Linked DNA regions of Zea mays: region 2 is linked to region 1. A link is a contact called in public Hi-C data. All regions are on one chromosome and are shown on one strand. Each heading gives the region's core, a stretch centred on a gene start, on an enhancer-like site or on the middle of the called end of the contact. The rest is flanking DNA. Distances are from core to core; before and after follow the strand shown.

The links. A called contact is a pair of places that touch in the nucleus more often than the background predicts.
Region 2: a contact with region 1 is called in a Hi-C map of leaf mesophyll, with 4 times the contacts expected there. The contact joins the enhancer-like site here to the promoter of LOC103647818 in region 1. A contact is called at or near these places in 8 of 25 Hi-C or Micro-C datasets (bundle sheath, ear, endosperm and 3 more).

What each region holds. Positions count from the first base shown.
Region 1 is chr2:216,744,808-216,748,473 of Zm-B73-REFERENCE-NAM-5.0, forward strand. LOC103647818 (transcription factor KUA1) reads right to left here and starts at 2,063. Exons shown (of 2, transcript XM_008672326.4): 1 at 1,361-2,063; 2 at 689-1,150. The coding sequence starts at 1,698. The coding sequence ends at 1,027.
Region 2 is chr2:216,788,232-216,791,897 of Zm-B73-REFERENCE-NAM-5.0, forward strand. No RefSeq gene overlaps it. Among protein-coding and RNA genes, the nearest start is that of LOC100381909, 43 kb to the right of the region's middle. Within about 2 kb of position 1,665, at least 6 of the 20 cell types and tissues checked have an H3K27ac peak or open chromatin away from gene starts, as enhancers often do. A contact at or near this core is called in endosperm and leaf mesophyll, where this site is marked.

The DNA of each region.
Region 1 (3,666 bases), core at 813-3,312:
TAGGCATGTGGACCAACCGGTCATAGTCATAGGACATCATGAGATATTATTGTTAAATAATGATGAGCCCTCAACTACATAAAAGCAGTGATGAAACCCGACTAAGAATTGCTTTCGATGAGTAGATCCAGGAGATTCGAAATAAAATTAATACTCTAACATAATTAACTTTGGAACTTAGTTGATCCACAAGGTCATGTTCAAACATTGATCCTCAGATGATATGGATAGAAATGTTCACATCCATAAGACACGATTGATGGTCATGTTTCAGGAATCATTGATATAGAGATATCAAATTAATAATATGGATGTATGATAAAGTTTATGTTGATGGATATGATGGAGATGCTGTTGCTACTATTGCTGAGTGTACTGTTGATCAGCAACGAACTTAAATAGCATGAGTGATTGAACGTGTTGCTGCTATTGCTGGTACACGAGGATGTACGACTACTTCCACTACATCATCATGCTCTTCTTTCGCTGTTGTATGTCTAGTGGTAATTAATCATTTATGATCCTTTACTCATGTTATTTTGGTTAAACGTGATAAATATGCTAGTGTGTAGTATCCATGTTTCCCAAACAATATACTTACTCACCACATTGTTCACGTATAGTTGACACTCAAAACAATGAACATGACGAGGAGAAACCACAGTATAGTTGTCAAGAACAGACGAACTAGAGACATGATGATACTAGTTCATTGCATTGTTCACCACAATGAAATCATTTGCATCTCAATATAGAACACAGTACTACCACTTAGGCACTTAGCAACTATATATATATTGTCTTCAATGGGATATATGTCCCTATGCATCTTAGGATAAACTAAACGACAAATAACAACTAGTACATGTTATTGATGTCCGTCCACTGCCGAGGAAGGATATCTTTATAGTATAATGGACAATATCTTGAGATAAACTAAGAGCCGTTATTTGTCTAGGGCTCAGCATATCATAGAGGCCAATATCATTTGATATCATGGCGTTGCTTCCAGCTGCAGGTGCGCTCCTACCTACGGAAGAACTTCTGTGCATGGCTATAGATCTGCATTGGCGTCTTAGTGGGGACGAAGTCCCTAGAGATGTACATCCAGTTACCACGACCATACATGTTCAGGCCACGGAGGAAATTCCTGCGTTGGTACATTGGGGTTAGGATATGAGAATATAAATATCGTCAGTCGTCACATCATATATCTCGAAAAGCACTTAAAAAACTTGAGGATATTCGCGGTAATCAATATTCTCCGCCACATGCTTATTAATAACTTTACTAGTAATTAACAATGAAATATGTGACAACTAGAATTTCAAAAACAGTAGAAATAAAGAGAATCAATGACCTGTGCTCCTCCCTGGTCCAAAACCTCCCAGTGTATTTCATCTGTGGTTGTTCCTCCACTGGCATCCCAAAATTGTCGTCGTCCAACACAAGTCCGTCATCTCCCACCTCAGGCGGTGTATTTATCATCTCCATCGTGAGGTCAACATACAAGCCAATTACCTCGTGCTTGCCCTTCCATGGGAACCTTGCTTGGAGCTCGTCCACGATGTCGCTGTGCTTCTTGTTGCTTGCGTCGTCGTCGCTAGCTAAGTTGCTGCTGGTGTTGCGGCTAGCGATGAGTGATTTTGCCATCTTGATCTCGGAGACACTCCACTCGCTACTGAACATGGGATCCATGGGGGGTGTGAGGGTTGTTGAGTACGAGAGGAGCAGTGGACCCTGGCTTTTCTGGATGGGAAGAATGGCAAATCACAAGGCCCGGTATTTATACTCCTGTTGGTGAATCTCTTTGTCCTGGTTTCAATTAATTTAATAGCTTGTTTTGGTGTGAAATCAAACAATGAATCTCTAATGATATAGTCAAAGATACCAGATCATATATATGTTTCATATCTAAGAGATATAGTCTAATTTTCAAGTTATTTATTACAAAAAAATTCAGCATCCTTCAATGGCTCAGATCAAGCTAGGAAGCCAGGAAGGTGAGTTATCAGCAACGGCCTACCATATAGTATATACACAAGCTGATCACATACAGATCCAAGTCGCGTTAACAAAGTGCCCATAGTTTTCATTAAAGAGAGCCACTTCTCAGACCAATATTCGCATGTAATCCAATGCAAGTCAGGTCGGCCATTAAATTTGTCCTGCAGTCCATACCGTACGTCACTAAGGTCACACGTGTGGATGGCCATACCCATACCATACCACCGTTTTATTCTTCAGCACATAGGTAGGCAGAAAACTAGTCCCCCTAGTTTAGCTACTAACAGTTGACTCAATCACTCAATCATCAGTGGCGACTGGTGATAAGATTTTATGACTTCCAGCTTTAACTACAGACGACATATATATCATGTGTTGCTGCTACATTTATTGCTGCGAACTGTTCAGATCGTATATGCAAAAAATATTTTCTCACTTATTATAATATAGGGAGAATTACATGCCGCACCCCTGCATGGCACACAACCTCAGATTTCACCTTAGCAATGAAAATTCCTCAGTTCTACCCTTGTATTCGGAGCAACGCATCACTAAACCTCTCACCGTCAGCAGTTACCGTTTGCCGTCACCTGCAGTTGGGCCCCACACGCCACATCCCAAAATCCCCAATCGAACAACAGAATCCATCGCAAAAAGGGAGGCACGCGGCGCTGCCCCTGCCGTGGCTCCAGACGCCCTCGGCCACGCGGCTGCTCCTCACCCGGAGCCCGGTAGACATCGCGGCCGCTGGTGGTCGTCGTGGAGGCGCACGGCGCTGCCCCTGACGTGGCTCCAGGCGCCCTGGGCCACGCGGTCGCCGTCCCCTGTCATGGCTCCAGAGTGCTTCGGGAATCGCCGTTGCTCACCGGTAAACACTGCTGCTGGTCGCCGTCCCCTATAGAAGTGCTCCCCTCTGGAATCGTCGCTGCTCACCTTGGCCTGCTAGGCGCGCGGCGCAGCTGCTCCTGTCGTGGCCCTCGGGACGAGCCGCTGCTCACCATGGCCTGCTAGGCGCGCGGCGCAGCTGCTCTCCAGAAGCTGCCCCGCGGAGCTCGCTCGTCGGCCACGCGACCCTCCTCGCCCTCGGCTGCGAACCTCCTCACTTTGGAGCTGCTTGAGCATATGGAGGCCTTTCTCTCACCTCCCGACGCTGCTCGAGAGGATGTACCGAGCCATCGCACAGGGTGAGTGGTGGTGATCCTGATCCCTTTCCTATGGTCACAGTGGTCCCCTTTGTATTTGGCATGTTCTGTCTTGTTTTCTAGTGCCATCCAAGAATGAACTTGTTTATTGGGATCCCTTTGTTTAGTGAACAATACCCTACTTAATAGGATGGTTAGGACTAATACTTCTCTTTTTTGTGTCAAATAGGATGGATCTTCGTGGTGCGAGTGATGATGATTATGATTTTGCGAATGATGATGAGAGTTCATATCCGGAGTTTGTTCAAACTTGGGATACTCGTGGTGCGAATGAGCCTAACATGCTTGCTCAATTTGATGACACCGATGAAGAAGAGAGAGAGGAGAACATTGCTGTGTTGGTGCCTGAGAATGCAGATGATATGGACATGCCGGTGATTGATTATGATAGAGAGAATCCTTGTATGGATGAAGGCAGTTGTTTTCCAACAATAGAAGTGTCGGCGTTTCGAGGCCG
Region 2 (3,666 bases), core at 415-2,914, 43 kb after region 1:
TGAGTCTGAACCTTTATTAGCACTAATACCGTGTGGCGCCATTATTGGTGCGACCGGGCGAGTGATGAATTGTATCTTTGGAGTCCTTAGTCGCTCGCTTATGGCATGTACAACACTATTTAATATAGGATCTTATAAGACATCTTTAGAGGACTAAATGAAAAGTGTATAAGTGACAGTCTCTTTATAAAGAGTATGTCTCTATATAACTACCTATCATATTGTCCATTAACTATATTTGCAATCTAGAAGTTTAGTATTATATCATGCAATCTTTTGGTTGTTTTTTTACATGAAAACCTGATCAAATGGCTCAAGTTTGTATATGCCCTAAGACGGTATCGCCGGCAAGCTTGAATGATAGGGAAATTAGTGAGTGGAGGCCATGTAGAACGACGAAGAGGTGGCGATCAAAAGTAAAAATCAAGATCAGCTTTTAAAATAGAGCAAATAAATTACCCCTTTGACTTGTCCATGTGTTTTGATGACAAGGCTGAATGCGCCATATGCCGGAATCATCCAAATTAGTGGACACGTGGCATGTGGCTCTTCTATTTTTATTTCTATTTTTTTTCCAAAGGCCGGTATTTTATCACTCTCGACTCTATAACTAAAGTGCTAATCGGCTCATGTATCTTTTCGTTGATACGCAAAATTAAAAAAAGGAAAATAAACAATAAGGACTAATTTGAAAGTCCAAAATCCGGGGGAGATTGGAGGGGCTAAAATCCCCTCCTTATTCAATTTTGAATAAGAAGGAGATTTTAGCATCTTTAATCCCTTTCGGTTTTGAGGTTCCCAAACTAGCCCTAAAGGTATTGTTCTCGCTAAGCCAGTTCCCTAACCCATAAGGCTATATAGTTGGTCAAACCTTCTTTTGGATCGGGATAGATTGCCTTTCTCTGTCAGGATGGTTATAATAGTCGGGTTTTCTCGTAAAGTTCAGCCTAGCCAACATTTGTAGTCAGCTAGACCGACTTTTGTTTTTTTAACTGAGTTATTTTTAAATCGGATTTTGAAATTAGAAACTTGTTCAACGTGGTTTACAGTAGTTTTGTACTTGGGTAAACCCTTGTTCATATATCGATCGATTGACATATGCAACAACCAGTCGACCAAAATACATATAATATCCTCTTGTCTTTTTGTTCCTCTCTATCTTATTGTTCGTCACGTCTCTCGACGAGATTTGATGTGTTGTAGGTGTTATTGTAGATCCTGGAACAACCTCCAGATGTTACTCTCCTTGATGGATATTTTTTTGGAGGTGTTTAGGAGTTTATCAACGTAGAATAGTATCAATGTTGGCTTGATTGGTCACTAGCTATATCAGTTTCATCAGTCTACTATGGTCCTCGCTGCATTCAAGTTTGTGTGTGCCCACAAAATCACACACCAAACTCTTCGTATCTAACACATTATGAGTTGCCTCTAAGGTCTGGCTTAGGGCAAGACGAGGTACGAAGGAAGAATGGTGCTCGCCTTTTATAGGCCATCAGGACCATGTCGACATTATATGGCAGCCCTATATATAGAAGCTAAAAAGGCAACTCTGCGGGTACACTGGTAACTACACGCAGACGCAGAAGCAGAACAGCACGTACCAGTCCAACCTGGGGTTCGTCAACCCCGGAACGACGCCTCCTCGCCGTCGCTCTTCGCCACGTGCACGGTGGGCGCCATACCGGACATGGTCTACGCCCTCGCGCTGTGCCGCGGGGACGCGGCCGCCAACGCCTGCGCCGCGGCCGCGTTCCAGGACGCGCAGCAGCTATGCGCGTACGCCAAGGACGTGGCCATCTACTACGACCTCTGCTACCTGCGCTTCTCCAACTGGGACTTCAATTCCTGGCCGGCGACAGTACTTGCGGGCGGCAGGTAATTAACGTGAGCGCGCCGACGAGCGCGCCGTTCGACGCTGCCGTGGGCGCGCTCCTGGACGCCACCGCGGACCGCGCTCCTGAACGCCGTTCGCGACGGGCGAGGAGGCGCCCGGCGGGGGCGGCGTACCCGCGGTGTACGCGTTGGCGCAGTGCACGCCGGACATGTCGCCGGGCAGCTGCCGGAGCTGCCTGGCGAGTGTGATCCAGATCGCGCCCAGGGTTTTCAGCGGGAGCCCGACCGTGAGGTTTAGCGGTACCAGCTGTACCAGTTATTCTCAGGCGCCCCGCTGCTGCGTCTCGCGGCGCCGGCTTCTTCGCCGCCGGTGGCACGCTGGCGAACGTACTCGATTCCCTTCTTCCACAAGACTGTCTCCAGCAATATTGTAGATCTACATCCATTCTCTATATCTATTATTTATAGTCTCGTCTAAAAGATTTTATCATCTATATTTCCTTCCTCTCCAACAACGTCCTCTAAATCATGTTCTCTATACTCAAATACCTATATTAGAGATATTTTTTATTTTTATTTTTTATACAAACGTATTTTTCATACTCTCAAATGTATTATACATATTTTAGTTTTGCTAAACCAATTATTTAAAGTATTCAAATAGATAGATGATCATTTAGAGAAACTCTATATATAAAGAATCCAGCAGCGAACTCTAAATTTAGAGAACCGTTTAGAGAACGCTGCTGCAGAGCGTAGATGACTGTTTGATCTTCTATATTTAGGATAGAGTACCCTTTAGGGCCCTTGCTGGAGGCAGCCGCCTATAACAACCAGTAAATCCTTCACATTCCGTGTGATTGGTTGATGTAGGGTAGCAGCCTCATCCGTACGTGAACTCTTGGTGACCAAAATAGATCCGTGCATAGACTTTTGTCTGTTGTTTCTATTAATGCTTTCAGTCCACACATACAACTAATATTCGGTTGCTTGTATACTAAAGAAGAGTATATAAATAAATATTTAAATTTTATATAGCACGAGTAGTCCAGTTTTGTTGATAAAAATCTTACAAACACAAGTATAAAATTTATTCGAGATTAAATCTTTTAATCAGAATATATAAAAGAATAAATAAAAACGTGGTTCGTTTTTTCTTCCCGCCTCATGATCTCAACCTGCATGCGCGCGCTCCTACTGGTGCTGGCCGGATCGGTCTGGCTCTAAGTCCATCGTATTTCGTGTCAAACGGATTCTGTTTAGTAAAATTTTAAAAAAACTTTTGGGTCGTGACATACCAGCTCGAAGTATAAAAACAGTGGTCCGACCTGGTCCTAAACCACGCCGTGACTTCGTTGGGTCATATCGGCCCAAGCTCGACGCATATATTTAACAACATAAAATCAAAATATTACAAACACATAAAGTCCATAACTTAATAAATTAAAGATATTAAACAATTCTAGCTTCATTTCACCACATAAACTCTAAATATCACGACAATATAAAGTCAATAACTTACTAAATTAAAGTAATTAAATAACTTGGGCTTCATTGGGCCATGCTAGGGGTCCGGCGGACCAGAATTTGAGACTCGGTCCAGGTCCGCCTTCAGACCGTGCTAGCCCGATTCATGTTATTTTGTGCCAGACAATGCTTTGGACTCCTGTTTTTATGCCGTGCTCGTGCTGGTCTAGAAAGCTCGGTCTAAATTCCCAGCACTAGCCTATCGGGCGTGTGCGCTCAACCTGGTTGAGGCCACCAACCAACATGTGTTTATGTCTAAACCAAACAAACATTGCTTTGCTTATCCGCGTGCTTCAACTTCTG